2 separate regions of the Mus musculus genome follow, and region 2 is linked to region 1. A link is a contact called in public Hi-C data. All regions are on one chromosome and are shown on one strand. Each heading gives the region's core, a stretch centred on a gene start, on an enhancer-like site or on the middle of the called end of the contact. The rest is flanking DNA. Distances are from core to core; before and after follow the strand shown.

Region 1 (7,053 bases), core at 1,065-3,564:
AGTCGTTAACAAAGAAACTTTTGAAAATTGTTTCTGAATGTCACTGGCCAAGGATTCCTCAGCAGAAAGACAGAGGCTTTAAGTCATCTGCAACTTTAGCCTTAAGCTCCATTTTATGGTCTGAGTAACTCCAGTTGAAAAAAATGGAGAAAAACAATCAATGCCAAGTCGCATGATTCAGCAAAATGGAGTGTTTTGAACCAAGCAGGAGTAAGACATTTCTGAATAACAGTTATCCGGAGCTATGCCAGGTGTGGATTTCCAAACCCTGGAGTGCTGCATGCTTGCTTTCAGTCTCTGGACGCCTTCTCGTCTCCACCCACATTCACTACCTGAGTGATATCAGCCAGTCTCATGGCTTAACATCATCCACATGTTGATAGAGCCTAAAATATGTCTCATGCCTATGCCTTTGCCTTGAACTCCAGACTTTTCTCTACATCTGCCTACTCAACATCTCCATGAGGATGGCTAATGTAGGTATCTTAAACTTAACATGTCAATATTCAAACCTTCGCTTCCCTTCTATTCTTCAAACTTAAAAAAAAAAAAAAAACTCAAGCCAAAAAAAAAAAAATCTTGGAGTTGTTCATGACTCGTCCTGTTCTTTCTTGATTTATATTTAAGCCCATTAGCAAATCCCTTTAAAGTTCTTCCTTTGAAATAGCCCAGGATCTGGCTGCTTCTCACAACTGTCATGTGAATCTTCATCATCCTTCCTAGGCGGCGTTGCTATAGCAATCGTCAGATCCTTTCATTTTTACTCACAGTACTGCAGCGGTACTCAGACTAGAAGCTCCAGGTGGTAGAAGGAGCATGCTGCTTTGGGTGCCCTTCCCTCTCAGTGCTCCTTTCTCCCGTCTCCAGTCACACTGGCCTTTTCCTTCCATACGTCTGGAGCAGGGCCCTCTTGTGATGAGTTTCCATGACTGTTCATGGCATTTTTAATTCAAATATTGCACAAGTCATTCATTCTATTCTTTAGATCTTTGCTCAGATATTGGAGGAGCACCATGACCTTGCTTTTAGAACCCTCTATTCCCCTTTCCTGTTTTAGAGTCAGAACCTCATGATATAGCTCAGCCTGGCCTCCTGTTTGTGTTCCTCCAGCTTTTGTTAGCCATGGCCTTGAATTATAGGCATGCACCACAATTCCCAGTCCCGTTTCGTTTCCATCTACATTATTTTTTTTCTCCCTATGACCTACCATCTATTTTACACTGAAATACAACACAATAGTGTGAACTCCATTGGGCAGACATTTTGTTTCCATGGTGCCCAGAACAGCCCAGGGATCAGGCTAGACATTGCTAATTAGTTGTGGATGAACAAAGGAAGTTCTTAACCTACCAGCCTCTTTTTCATTTTCTGTTCTCATTATATAGGTATCCATGTGGTAGTTTCCTGAGAACCTGAACTCAAAAGAATCCACATAAAGACAGATGGGGGATTGTCTTGTGAGTAAAGACCTACTGTGTAAGAAGGATAAGGAACAAAGTTTGGATTCTCAGCACCAAAGGAAACCCAGGGTGGGTGTGGAGGCCCACCTGTGATCCTAACCCTGGAAGATGGAAACTGAAGCTCCCCAGAGCAAGCTAACTAGCTAGGTTAACAGAATTGGCGAGCTATGGGTGCAGATGAGAGGCCTTGAATCAATACATAAGGTGGGGAGGGATTGAGGAAGACATCAGACGCCAACTTTGGCCTCTAAACACTGGCATACACATTTTCACATGCACCTTACAAACACATGCATTCATACACATGTGAACATGCAGACATACATACATATTCCACATGCATATCCATGCTGAAGTAAAAACAACAACAACAAAAAAACCAAACACCCCCCCAAAAAAAACCCTGGTCTTAAGGAAAAGGTACTCTTTCTCTCTAATACACAATTGTGTGAAGTCTGATCTTAATATACTGATATTAATTTAAGCATAGCAGGAAAATGTTTGGGAGGTTCTGTAGTGTGAAATAATTAGAATATTAAATCCCACAGGGGTCTACTCCATAATTAATAAGGGCAAGGTTTCTAAATGCAGGAGGCATGCATATGCATGTTTTAAGTGAGTTAAAGGAACAATAGACTTAAGAGCAAGGTTTTAGAATATTCTCTCAGATCTTGCTCATCTGTAGACATAGAAAGTCACACAGTGCCTTGTCATTAGCAAGTGGCTTTCTTCCTAGACAAGAACGTTTATAAATAACACGAGAATTGATTATCAAAAGACCTGCCCCAGCACTGGAAAGAAATGCTTGAGCAGAGAGGAGCCAGGATTCATGAATATACTGGCTCACATTCTTTTCTGCTGGCATGCTTGAGAGGAGGAGCTAAGGCCTTGCTTGCTGAATTAGGGCGAGTTGGCAATGAGAACTCAGAACGCTTTGGCATTTGCTAGTTTGAAGCTTAACCTTCTGAATAGTTGAGTGTAATTACATGTGGTTTCTTAAAAGAGGCTCGAACAAAGCAAATCATTTCAGGAATGTCCTAAAAGACATATTTAGAGGAGCTATGCTTTGGTCCCTGTAGACCTGACTATACCTGTAAACAGACTTCTTCCTCTTGAACTGATGGAATGTTCAACGGCACAAAAGACAGTAATCTTTTCAACTCAAATTCCTCCTGATGCATGGTATCCAACCCACCTAAAATGTTCCTTGCCTGTAATTCTTTAACATATGCAACCTGATCTTATGTACCAAGCCGGGGAAATGAGCAAGGGAGCGTTAACCCAGTGAGGGCCAGTGGAACGGAGCAGTGAACAAAACTTGTGAAAGAGATTTTAATAAAAGAAGATACAGTTACCTAGTGTTTCATTTCAGTATTCACCTGGCAAAAGGCCAGTCTGGGCGTTTAGAAACATACAGGCTTTGTTTCTTAGAAGCCTTTGCAATCTACTCTGTATTGAGTAATTTTTGTGTGTTAGGCAAAGTGCATTACAAATCCTTCGACAAGCTCCATGCGACGAGTACCATCATCATACCTGTTTTGCGTGGGGGTACAGGAGGAAAAGAGAGCCTAGGATACTCTGATGTTCCCCATCAATTGTGGAGCTTGGTCCATATGCTGGTCTTCTGAGAGTCTGTACTCTCAAACACAACAGTCGCTTGAGTCCCAACAAGCTCCATTCAGCACACCACACCCCCTAGTTATCCCTGATAATTACAATTCAGTGACTAATGGCATTCTCTGTAGCCTCCTCTCTCCCAGGAGTATCAGGATGGAGCCAATTCCGCAAGGTCCCTCCGCCTTGAGGTAGTCTGTGGTCACCCTCCAAATGTATTTGCTTTCTGATTCCTTAAGCCTAATGGCACAAAATGCACCGCATGACCATTGTCCTTTATCAGGCCAGTGCATGACTTTGGTAGGTGGGACTGGAGCCAACACTTGTTAGAGGCTGAAATGGCTTTGGTAAAGTGCTTCTAAGGATAAGATGAAATCTTTAAGGATTTGTTCTATTATTTTATGTTCCCAAGGCACAGTGCTGTGGTTTCCTGTATCTTGTCACTTCTAAAGACATCTCTCATTCTACTCTATTGTGATCCCACAGGGTTATTAAGTGGTTCTAAGGGAGAAGAGTGCTGGGAGGGCGAGAGCTGCTTTGTTTCCTTCAGGATACTGGTAGAGGTCTGATTAGGACCCATTCTTACTCAGAGGGGAGACAGAATACAGAATAATACAGATACATTTATCTATATGTGTGGGTGGGGTACCAGGTGGGAGAGAGAGAGCATGAGCATGAGAGAGAGAGAGAGAGAGAGAGAGAGAGAGAGAGAATAAACCTACAGTCATTTTTAAGGAATAACAAATTCAAAAGTGTGCATTTGCACAAAAATCTCTTATTAAACAGTGAGTCGGTTAAGAATCGAGTACCTGCTGGATGCCACCCATTAAGAAAGAAAGTAAGATCGAAGCAGTTCTTGGCTTCCAGGGCTCCCATACAGAGGGACATCTCCAGTGAAGCCGTAGCTATGGTTAAGTCTATGAGGCAGGCTGACTGGTGCTGTGAGAATGGAAATACAAGACTTGAACCAGGTCCAAGAGATCAGCACAGATGCTAACACAGTCTAGGTAGATTAATCAGTAAAATGCTTGCTATAATTATTAATAAATAATTAAATGGCAGGGAATTCTCAAGTAACAGTAGAGAAATCTCAAAGGTAGCAAATAGGAATAGAGTCAGCAGGTGAAGAAAGGCACTTATTGATGGGCAGGGACACCTACCCACACAGACATACAGAGAAAAAGTCCCTTTGCAACATAGAGGGGGTGGAGGGCTCAGGAAAGCTGACAAATCCAGGCTCTTCTTGAGGACTGGGTTTGGTGGCAGTGGTGTTTTTTCCTTCCCCTAATTTAGGGCTGGTCAGTTTGAAGGAGAATATGATATTGCTTGACGCACAACTGTTATGTCATGTGTTTTTTAAATCTTGACTTAGAAGGGTAAGGAAGAAGCTGGCCATTTTAGAAATTTGTCACCTTTATTACCTAGTCATGTCCCTTTTCTTTATCTGTCTAACTCTTAGTCTCACAGTGTGTTAAGGGCATTAGGTTTGTCCTGATAAAGGAGAAGAGACATTCTAGATGGAGGGACTGGGTGTCTTTCCAGCCAGGATTCATGGCGTGTCGAGGGCCACCTAGCTACACAGCATATGGTATGAGTCTCTTCACTCACAAAAAGTGGCTGCTGAGGAAAACAGTGGCTTTCTGCCTCTGGAGGCTCTCTTGGTCCACTCCCTCTTCAGAGCTGTCCAAAGTTGTGGCCACTGTGAGTGGTGGGTAAGAGCAGTCAAGAGGCAATCAAGACCTTGGCAAATCTATTCAACTTCTTCAGAGAATTAGCTACTGCAAGTCTTAAACCCAAGCCACATGTTCTTCTTCCTTAGTTTCCCCCCTCTGATCCAGCTGTCACCAATACCTTGGGAAATCTGCAATGTGGCACAAAGGGACTGTCAAGGCAGAGGCAGCAGAGAGTCCCCACTGTTCATTATCACAGTGTTCCTTCTAGTCCATTGCCCGTGGCAGACAGGACACCTACAGGATGCTTGCAGGTCAACGAGAAGGCTCTGGAGTTAAAGGTCAGCATTCCAGCCCCATAATAGCAGAGCTGGGAGACACAGTTTTCTGCAAAAGCATCTCTCACTTCAAGCAAGCTTTAATCTCCACAAAATAAAAGAAATTATCTCTACATGAAAGATGGAAGCAGGTGAACGAACGCAGTCCCTTCTCCTCACCTGCCCCAGGTGATTGGCGTCTCCCCTCCATCGTGCAGCTGCTGCTCTCTAGTCCTAGTCACAAGGTTGGAGGAGCAGAAATTAAAGGCCTGGCTGACAAAGGCCAATGGGATTAGACAGTTCCTCAGAAATCCTTCTTTGAGCACTTAAAAGCCAATCTGGTTTTATTTCCCAATCATGAGACTTAACTGCAATTCAGAGGTAAAGGCGGCAACCCACAGACTTCCTCTGAGAGGTCCCTTCGCATCTGGGGCTGGTGGCTGCTGTGCACACAGAGAAGAAGCCCACATCAGGAGGGAGGATGCCTAGAAAGCAAGGCACAGATGTTTCACTTCACTGCATGATGGAGCCAGCCCCACATAGATAATCTTGGTATGTTTGCCCTCTCAGCTGCCGTGACCACCCCTCAAGCAGAGCCCACCCTGACAGCAATCAAAGTAGCAGACCCCAGAAGAGGGTTTGGAATGGGAAAAGACATCCCCTCCAGCATGCAGAAGAGAAAGCTAAGAGGCCACTTGCAACTGATGTTGCCATAGAAACATCTGTAACATCCTTAAGCGTAAAGGATGACATTTGTTTAGAGCTTGAATCTGAACGGCCTCGGCAGGCTAGCGCTTTGGAATACTCATGCTCTGGCTGGTAACACTGGTTTTGAGAGATTAGGTGACCTCTAGCTGGTAGAAACAGGTCACTGAGGATAGTGGGGATGGGGAGTGTGTAGGAGAAGATAGATCAATCAGTAAAATGCTTGGTATAAAATCATGTGGACCTAAGCTCATATCCCTAGAATGCACATAAAAACCTAGGTGTCGTGGTTAAGTACTTATAATCTTAGCACTGGAGAGGCAGAGACAGGAGGATCCCTGAGGCTAACTGGCCAGTCAGTCCGCCTGAATTTGTAGACCCCAGAACACAGTGAGAGACCCTGTCTTAAAAAAATGAGGTAGGCAGATGAGGTAGGCGGCTCCTGAGGAATGATTGCTGGCCTATATAAGACTTCGTGGCATCCGTGGTGTTCCTATGTTCAACTAAGACTCTCTAGGATGCTACCCTGGGGTCCCCAGGCTTCTAGTGACTCCATTGGTCTCTAGATCATCTGTTTCTGGAAGCTTCTCTATATTAGTGAGGACAGACAGTGAGTTGGCATTATACCCAGGAAGAGAGAACTAGTCTTCCTGAGTTACTTTTTCAGCACCGGAGGCAAGGATCTACATGGTTGGTTTTTCAGCTTGGGTTGATTCTTGCTGGGAGCTTCTGAGCACCCTTGCTGAGCCTGGCCTGGCCATTTCAGATGAAAGGCTTCGGTGGTACAGTTTGGAAGGTATTTTTAGCGCTCCACAGGTGCTTCTCATACGCAGCTGGAGCTGAGCTGAGAAGCAATGATTTACACTCCCCTACCCCGCACCCTCTGCTCTAAATCTGTTAGGGTGCAGGGTTGGATCTTCCTGTTCATCTGCTCTCTGGCTTCAGAGAATAAAATAAGCAATAAATTTATAGTATGAATCCCTGCCAGGAGAGACAGAAAAGTGGGAGGGAGAGAGAGAGAGAGAGAGAGAGAGAGAGAGAGAGAGAGAGAGAGAGAGAGAGAGATGCAGGCTTTACCCACTTCTAGAATAACCCCACTGAGCAGGGAGCTGCTTCTGTAGGGAATTTCTTTCATCTTGGGAACATCCAGGGTTTGCAAGAGGCCCCTTAACTTCACATATTCTTTTTTTTTTTTTTTTTACCTGCAAACCCTTTGAAAACTCAATGTCCTTGAAGATGAGGAAAAGCCAGACTTTGACTCAGGTGGCCTGGAAGGTGGCTTTGTCA
Region 2 (6,791 bases), core at 1,185-3,684, 78 kb after region 1:
CTCTTCCATGGCTACACAGCGTGAGTCTGGTTCAGAAGCCACAGTTACTCCCAAACATACTGAGCTGCACCAGCAGAGCCAGGACCAATGCACCCTGCTCCTTACCACACGTCCTATAGAGCTTTCAAAAATAGTCAGCAAAATCCATAAGTCCCATGTGTGCCGGATGTCAGTGTTCTCCATCATTACCTGAATAAAACAAAATGACACAGAGTCATCTAGGATCTGTGGTCCCCAAACTTGAACCGTTTTGTGCACTAAAGAGACCCAAGAGGAAACTGAGAAGGATTTTCAGTATCTAAAAAATTATATTACAGAGACTTGGGATGTAGGTCTTTTTTAGTTTGCCCAGTGTATATGAAATTGTGGGTACAAACCCAGCATCACACAAAACCAGCCCACAGCCAGTGAGTGCTTGAATTCCTTGTTAAAACGATTTCATCACATTCCTATTTCAGTTGGTGTTCTGGAGATTTAAAAAGTTCTTTTCTAGCTATATATGTAGATGAGGGTGGCCTAGTCGACCATCAATGGGAGGAGAGGCCCTAGGTCCTGTGAAGGTTCTATGCCCCAGTATAGGGGGAATGTCAGGACTGGGAATGGGAGTGGGTGGGTTGGGGAGCAGTGGGGAGAGGATAGGAGATTTTCAGAGGGGAAACTAGGAAAGGGCATAACATTTGAAATGTAAATAAAGAAAATATCTATTAAAAAAGAGCCAAAAAAAAAGCTCTTTTATGTGCCCATGCTAGAAATAGAGTGGTCCCCAGGATCATCTATTCGCAACTCTGTTTGATGCATCATTGTTGGTAGCCACTATCTCCAGGATTAGAGGGGAAATAACACATTTTAAGTCTGGGCACAACTTATTGCTTTACTGATTGTTTCTATTTGATCTGAGGAAAACTGCTAACAATGAAATTAAACCTAAAAGGTGACAGGTCTGTAGTCATTATGCTGTGAATGGCTGAGGGATGACAGTCTTCCAAAGTTATGAAGCCATACAACTAAGGGATAGATCATGTTATAGACCAGAGTCAAGTTCCGACACACCCTTACTTTCATCGTATGCAAACAGACAGTTAACATTCAGGCACGAACTATTTGTCAATGGTAATTAACAGTAGGTTGGGTGCAGACACAAGAAGACTTCAGCACACACTAAAAAGCTAAAAGCACTTATGCAAATGAGTTGTCTCTAGGAAAGTTAGAGAGAACACTGTATGTTGACAATGTTATTAAATCGTGTGTAAGGAAACCTTCACAGGAGTAAAGTATAAGATAATTGTGAACACATATGCAAACATATACACTCATCTCCAAGAGCCTGCCTTTAGTCATTGACTAGCACACTATACTGGGGATGCTACACCCTTCTCTATCTGGTGCTTCCTGTGTGCCAGCAAAACCCAAGGGGCTGTTTGGAAAGGAAACTCCTGGGCCAGAGAGGTGGCTCTGGGGTTAGGAGAACACATTGCTCTTGTAGAGGACTCAAGTTTCTTTCACAGCATCTGCATTAGATAGCTCACAACTGTCTATACTTCCTCCATGGGATTCGACAGGTCTGGCCTCCACAAGTACCTGATCCCACAAGCCCACACACATAACTAAAACCTAATAATATCACAATCTAAAAAGAAAAAAGAAGCTCCACTTCTCCCCCCCGGCACCAAGTGAGTCTGTTTGTGGAGTAAGAACAGTTAGACTGGTGTGCCTTTCTGAAGGCCGTGATAGGCAGGGGCGGCGAAGCTTTGCCCTGTGTTGCCCTACCATTCATGTGTGTCCCTAGACCTTGGATTTTCAATTCAACTCGCATGTGTAAGTTGAGAACCTATAAATCACCAAGGGTCTTCCAAACAATGTTAGTATGTAAATATAAAATATAGCATTAGCTCCCCATCGTTAATATTGAAGAGTGAGTCAATATTTGATAAAAAAATTGTCTCAAGGGAATGCGCCTTTCTGCCTGGTTCTATGCCTCGCAGACTTATTCAATTATTATTTAATTACCCGGTTAAATGTCATGGCTTACAAAGCAGGGATTAGATTAATAAAAGCGTGAGGTTTATTTTCGACCAGTCCCACATTCGATAGAGCTGATTTTGTTTTCCCCCCTCCCTGGGCTCAGGATTTACATCAGCCTGCTGCACCTGCTTCCATAGGGAGCCGACTCTGTTTGATCCCCCACCGCTGCCTCCTACACTTTTGAAAAAGTTGTTCTGGGTTTGTTATAGTTTGCTAGCCTTTCAGCTAGTTCTCCACCCCACCTCTTCTCCCCCCTCTGGGAGCCTTAATTCTATAGCAAACCAAATACCTTAACAAACAGTCGTGTCTGAACCACAGAAATAGAAAGCAGACGCTGGGCCGTGCAGAACCATCTAGTTTCAAAAGAAGGTAGGACACCATGCAGAGCAGTTCCAAGCCAGCACCTTATGACTGAATGGCTTGCTGGTTAATTCATCGCTACACGGTTGCTATAGCAACCTCTCTATCGGGAAGATTTCTTGGCACCTAAATGGACTTTATTTCCCTGACATTCAAAGAGAAGGGCAGTGACAGTGTCTAATGAGAAGACTGGGTGACATCAAATGGCTCGCTTTTCAGATTTACCATATTGGACCAACATTTGGGTATTTTGAGCATGGTCTTTTGTCAGTCCTGGAGGGCAGAGGTGCGCGATCGTGGTGGGGGTGGAGAGGAAGGGAGGGAGCAGACAGACCCGGGAGGGCTGGGGGGAAGGCTGGAAGAGCAGCTGAAACGTGGTGGGCCACTCAGGCCTTTTGTTCCCCACCATCTGTGTGCTGCGGTTTTGGGATCGAAGCCAAAGGCACGTTACCTGTAGTGCGCTCCCAGAGCCAGGGCAAGGCAGCCCAGTCCTGCCTCAGAAGCCTCCTATTATGCAGGGACATAATAGCCTGGCAAATAAAGTATCCGAACATTTGGCTTTATGAATATTGAGCAAAAGTCTTCAAATACATTATGAAAATGGCTCTAATTGAACAGACGTCTGAATCCCACGAGCTCAAGGCCACTCATTTGTATGTTAAGTGTGATAGTTGTATACATGAGGACTGTTTTTCAAAAGAGCCTGGTACACTCAAAGGGGTCCCATTTAACAATTGCTCTAAAGTATAGTAAGGTCATATAGCTGAAACTGGATGGAATATAAGTAAAGTATATGTATATACACGATTTTCAGATAATGAAAATGAAAATCAGATATACACATTTGAAAAACACCACATATCCTTGTAGGGAGCCAGGTGGGCAAGCAATATTAATATCCTTAAATTAAAAGCAAGCAAGCAAACAAACTAACCGTGACTCACGGGTTCACCTCTACTAATCTGTCCACAGGTAACCATGGCGACAAGCATAAAGCATTGATGAGATGCCAGTTGACTAAAACGTATATTATCACTTAACTGTCTGAAATTCTCTAACTGCAAAACACAGCGAAGTGATTAAAACCACTTATGGTATGTCCATGTAACTTTGCAGCCATTAAACATACTAAGGTATGTTTGGCAAAGTGACGAACATATTAGCAACATTAATATGTTTAGATCCGGCATATTTATAAATAGTTGGTCCCCACTGCTACTGGGGGATGGTGGGACCTGGAGGAGGTAGGGCCAAGTTGAAGCAAGTGATGGACGGTAGGTCGGTGAGATGGAGACCTTGGGCAGTTCTTCTCTCCTTTGCTCCCAGTTGTTCCAGGTGAGTAGCTGGGTTCTGTCACATGCTCCCTGCTATTGTGTCACAGCTCTGAACCATGAGCTGAGACAAGCCTTTGCTCCTTTTAAAATGGATATCTCAGGTATTTCTTCACAGCCACTGGGAGTTCACTAAAACAGCTAACAAGCTAAGCGGACGAGGCAGCGTGTATGTGCTATGTGGCCATAGCAGACGTGTCTAAACAGCAAAAGCTTTCAGACGAATTAACATTTCAATGGCCAATGTCTCCATAGACCAGAATTATAGGTGATTTTGCTTTTTGTTTTTAAAATTTACTGTGCTCGTTTGCACTTTTTGAGTTTTCAACGACGAGTGTATTTTGCTGCTTTATCCTGTGTTATAAATGCATCGTACAAAGGAAACACTTTTCATCTTTATGTCCAGCAATCTCTTTTGCAATGCATGTCCAAGTTGTTTTAGGAGAAGGGAAATCTTGGCCAGATGTTTTTTGATTTTTGTTTTGTTTTGTTTTGTTTTGTTCTTTCCCCGAGTCAGGGTTTCTCTGTGTAGCCCTGGCTGTCCTGGAACTCACTCTGTAGACCAGGCTGGCCTCGAACTCAGAAATTTGCCTGCCTCTGCCTCCCAAGTGCTGGGATTAAAGGCGTGCGCCACCATGTCTGGCTGGCCAGATGTTTTTAGACTCACTATGTCCTGATAAATTCAAGTCCACTCTGGGAATTAATGGACAGAGATGCCCAGGTTTCCTGGCCTGCAGAAAGATGTAGGCTAAGGTCCTTTCACTGATAATCTTGACTCTGAGATCTCCATCTCAGGGACTCTACTGTGTTCTAGAAAAAAAACAAAAACAAACAAATGTCTAGAGGCAGTGTTCCAGGAAAACACAGGCAGGAGAGTCAAGGCAGTTTAATAAGTATGGCAGAAAGAATTATAATTGGAGTGTGATTATCAAATAAGGAGACTGATTCTACAGTAGACCTAGAAAAACAGAACAAACAAGCTGAAAACCCCAACAAAACAGATCAGCCTCTCCACCCAATACAATATGGAAATAGCCTGCTGGGGTTGGCATGGTGTTCTATAGATGTAGTCCCAGCAATTAGAAAGCACAGACAGGAGAACGACTGTAAGTTCAAAGAACTGGCATGCTGGTCTACACAGTGAGCTCCAATCCAACCAGGGCTATATAGTAAACCCCTGTCTCCAAAAGGGGAATGGCTGGGATGATAGCTTAGACGGGAAAGTGCTTGGCACAAGAATGTGGGCCAGAGTTCAGTTCTCCAGAACCCATATACAACACACAAAAGCCAGGCAGGTGACAAAAATTGAAACCTCAAAACTGGTAAATTGAGGACATGGACCCATGGGGGCTCACTGGACAGCTATCTTATCCTGCTTGTTGAGTTCTAGGCCAGTGAGTAAACCTGCCTCAAGAAAATAAGGTGGGTAGTTCCTGAGTCACAATAGGCAAGGCTCATACACGCATGTGCACATCCATGCAAGCACACACGGAAGGACTCATGCACATGTACACACATGCAAGCACACACACAAGGCTCACGTGCGTGTACACACACACACACACACACACACATGCACAAGAGGAAAAAATAGCCTTCCAAACTTCTTCAGGGTTCAACCCGGAGGAAGAACACTTCCCTCCACTCTTGCTGAGTTTCCTTAGGGGTTTCCTTACAGAGAGTGCCCGTTGCCTTCTTACCTACTTCTCACAATGGCACAGACAATAGCAATCAACCCATCGATCAGTCGATCAGAGCTTGCACTTGAGCTTGGATATCCGCCACTCTTAGTCAGACAGAAATTTCCCAAGCAACACTATAAAGGACTATGACTTAATCTGTCAGGCTGGCTCTGCACTGTGGCACCAAATAAACCACCTTTGCAATGAGATAGTTTAGAACTCAAAGGGCTGGGAACACAAAGTCACATCATACGTTTATTCTAATTTCTTTCGAAGAAAATGATATATATCATCGTATTATTTTACATTACTAAATTATATAAAGTACTCTTAATGGCTGCTATAGTTTGTTGTATGTGCCTATGTTTCTCTTGGCAGCACTTGCTCGAACCTATTCCATTAACAGAGCTACACGAATTTGATTTTAGAAAAAAAAAATAATCCATCCTTGGAAGGAAAGTGTCATCACTTTCATGGAAACAATATCCCTCAGCAAACAATGCCCTTTATTTTGGCAACCTGTCCTTCCTGCCATCTGCCTTGCAAAGCACTTGCCAGGGTTGCAATAATAATTGAGTTAGAGAGGGAATTAGATGTAATGAAGGGGAAGAAAATTGATTGCTTAATTTTTATTAACAGAATGCAAGAGAATCGTGAAGCCCTGCTGTGAACCAAAATGAGACAAAGAGGGGGAAACACAGAGAGGACTCCAGGTGGCAGAAGTGTGTCTGCACACACATGTGCAGTCCTCCACAGAGGCTGAGGAGAGGCCAGCGGATAGGTGAGTCGGGGACTCTGGAAGGAAGGGCTAAAAGGCAAAGACAGCCAGAACTGAGCATATGAGCCTATAGAGAAAGGGCACAGCCGGCCAGAGCTTGTGTGTCTCTGCTGGGAAGGGAGGCTGAGCATTTCCTACATTCTGCCTGGCAGGGATCCCATCCTTGCTAGGTTGAGCCAGGATGCATGTGGGCATACAAACATGAGTTTCTTCTGGGCCTCCACCCTCCAGCCACGGCTAGTAACCTTTATGGGCCTTGTAGATCCATAAAGAAGAATGCAGAGGTGAAGGATACTCAACAGAATGCTGTCCTGATGTGCATGAAGCCCTGGGTTCCGTTCTCAGCACCAAATATACTGGGCCTGCTGGTATAAGCTGGTGATCTCAGCACACAGGAAGTGAAGGCAGGAGAGTCAGAAGGTCAGAGTTAAGCTTTGGAGGTTGCTCAGTGGGTAAGAGAGTTTGCTGAAGAGGTATGTAGACCCAAGTTCAAATCCCCAGCTTCCACATAAAAAGCTGGGCATGGCCATGAGTAACCCAGGGTGTTATTGACAGAGGCAGGAAGATCACCTGAGGGTAATAAAGCAGAGAGGAAAATAACAGGATGCCTGAGGTCCT

Evidence for each region. A called contact is a pair of places that touch in the nucleus more often than the background predicts.
Region 2: a contact with region 1 is called in a Hi-C map of forebrain, with 1.8 times the contacts expected there. The contact joins the promoter of 5330416C01Rik here to the enhancer-like site in region 1. A contact is called at or near these places in 4 of 39 promoter capture datasets (the 3T3-L1 cell line, cranial neural crest, hematopoietic stem and progenitor cells and 1 more), 3 of 484 Hi-C or Micro-C datasets (cerebral cortex, cortical neurons and forebrain) and 1 of 115 datasets of contacts at active chromatin or transcription factors (embryonic stem cells).

Annotation. Positions count from the first base shown.
Region 1 is chr13:97,666,742-97,673,794 of GRCm38.p6, forward strand. No RefSeq gene overlaps it. Among named protein-coding and RNA genes, the nearest start is that of Gm34087, 48 kb to the left of the region's middle. Within about 2 kb of position 2,315, at least 28 of the 459 cell types and tissues checked have an H3K27ac peak or open chromatin away from gene starts, as enhancers often do. A contact at or near this core is called in cortical neurons and forebrain, where this site is marked.
Region 2 is chr13:97,744,977-97,751,767 of GRCm38.p6, forward strand. It overlaps 5330416C01Rik (RIKEN cDNA 5330416C01 gene), which reads right to left and starts at 2,435. Exons shown (of 7, transcript NR_152140.1): 1 at 2,312-2,435; 2 at 106-189. Rps18-ps4 (ribosomal protein S18, pseudogene 4) reads left to right here and starts at 6,136. Exons shown (of 3, transcript NR_152263.1): 1 at 6,136-6,176; 2 at 6,436-6,593.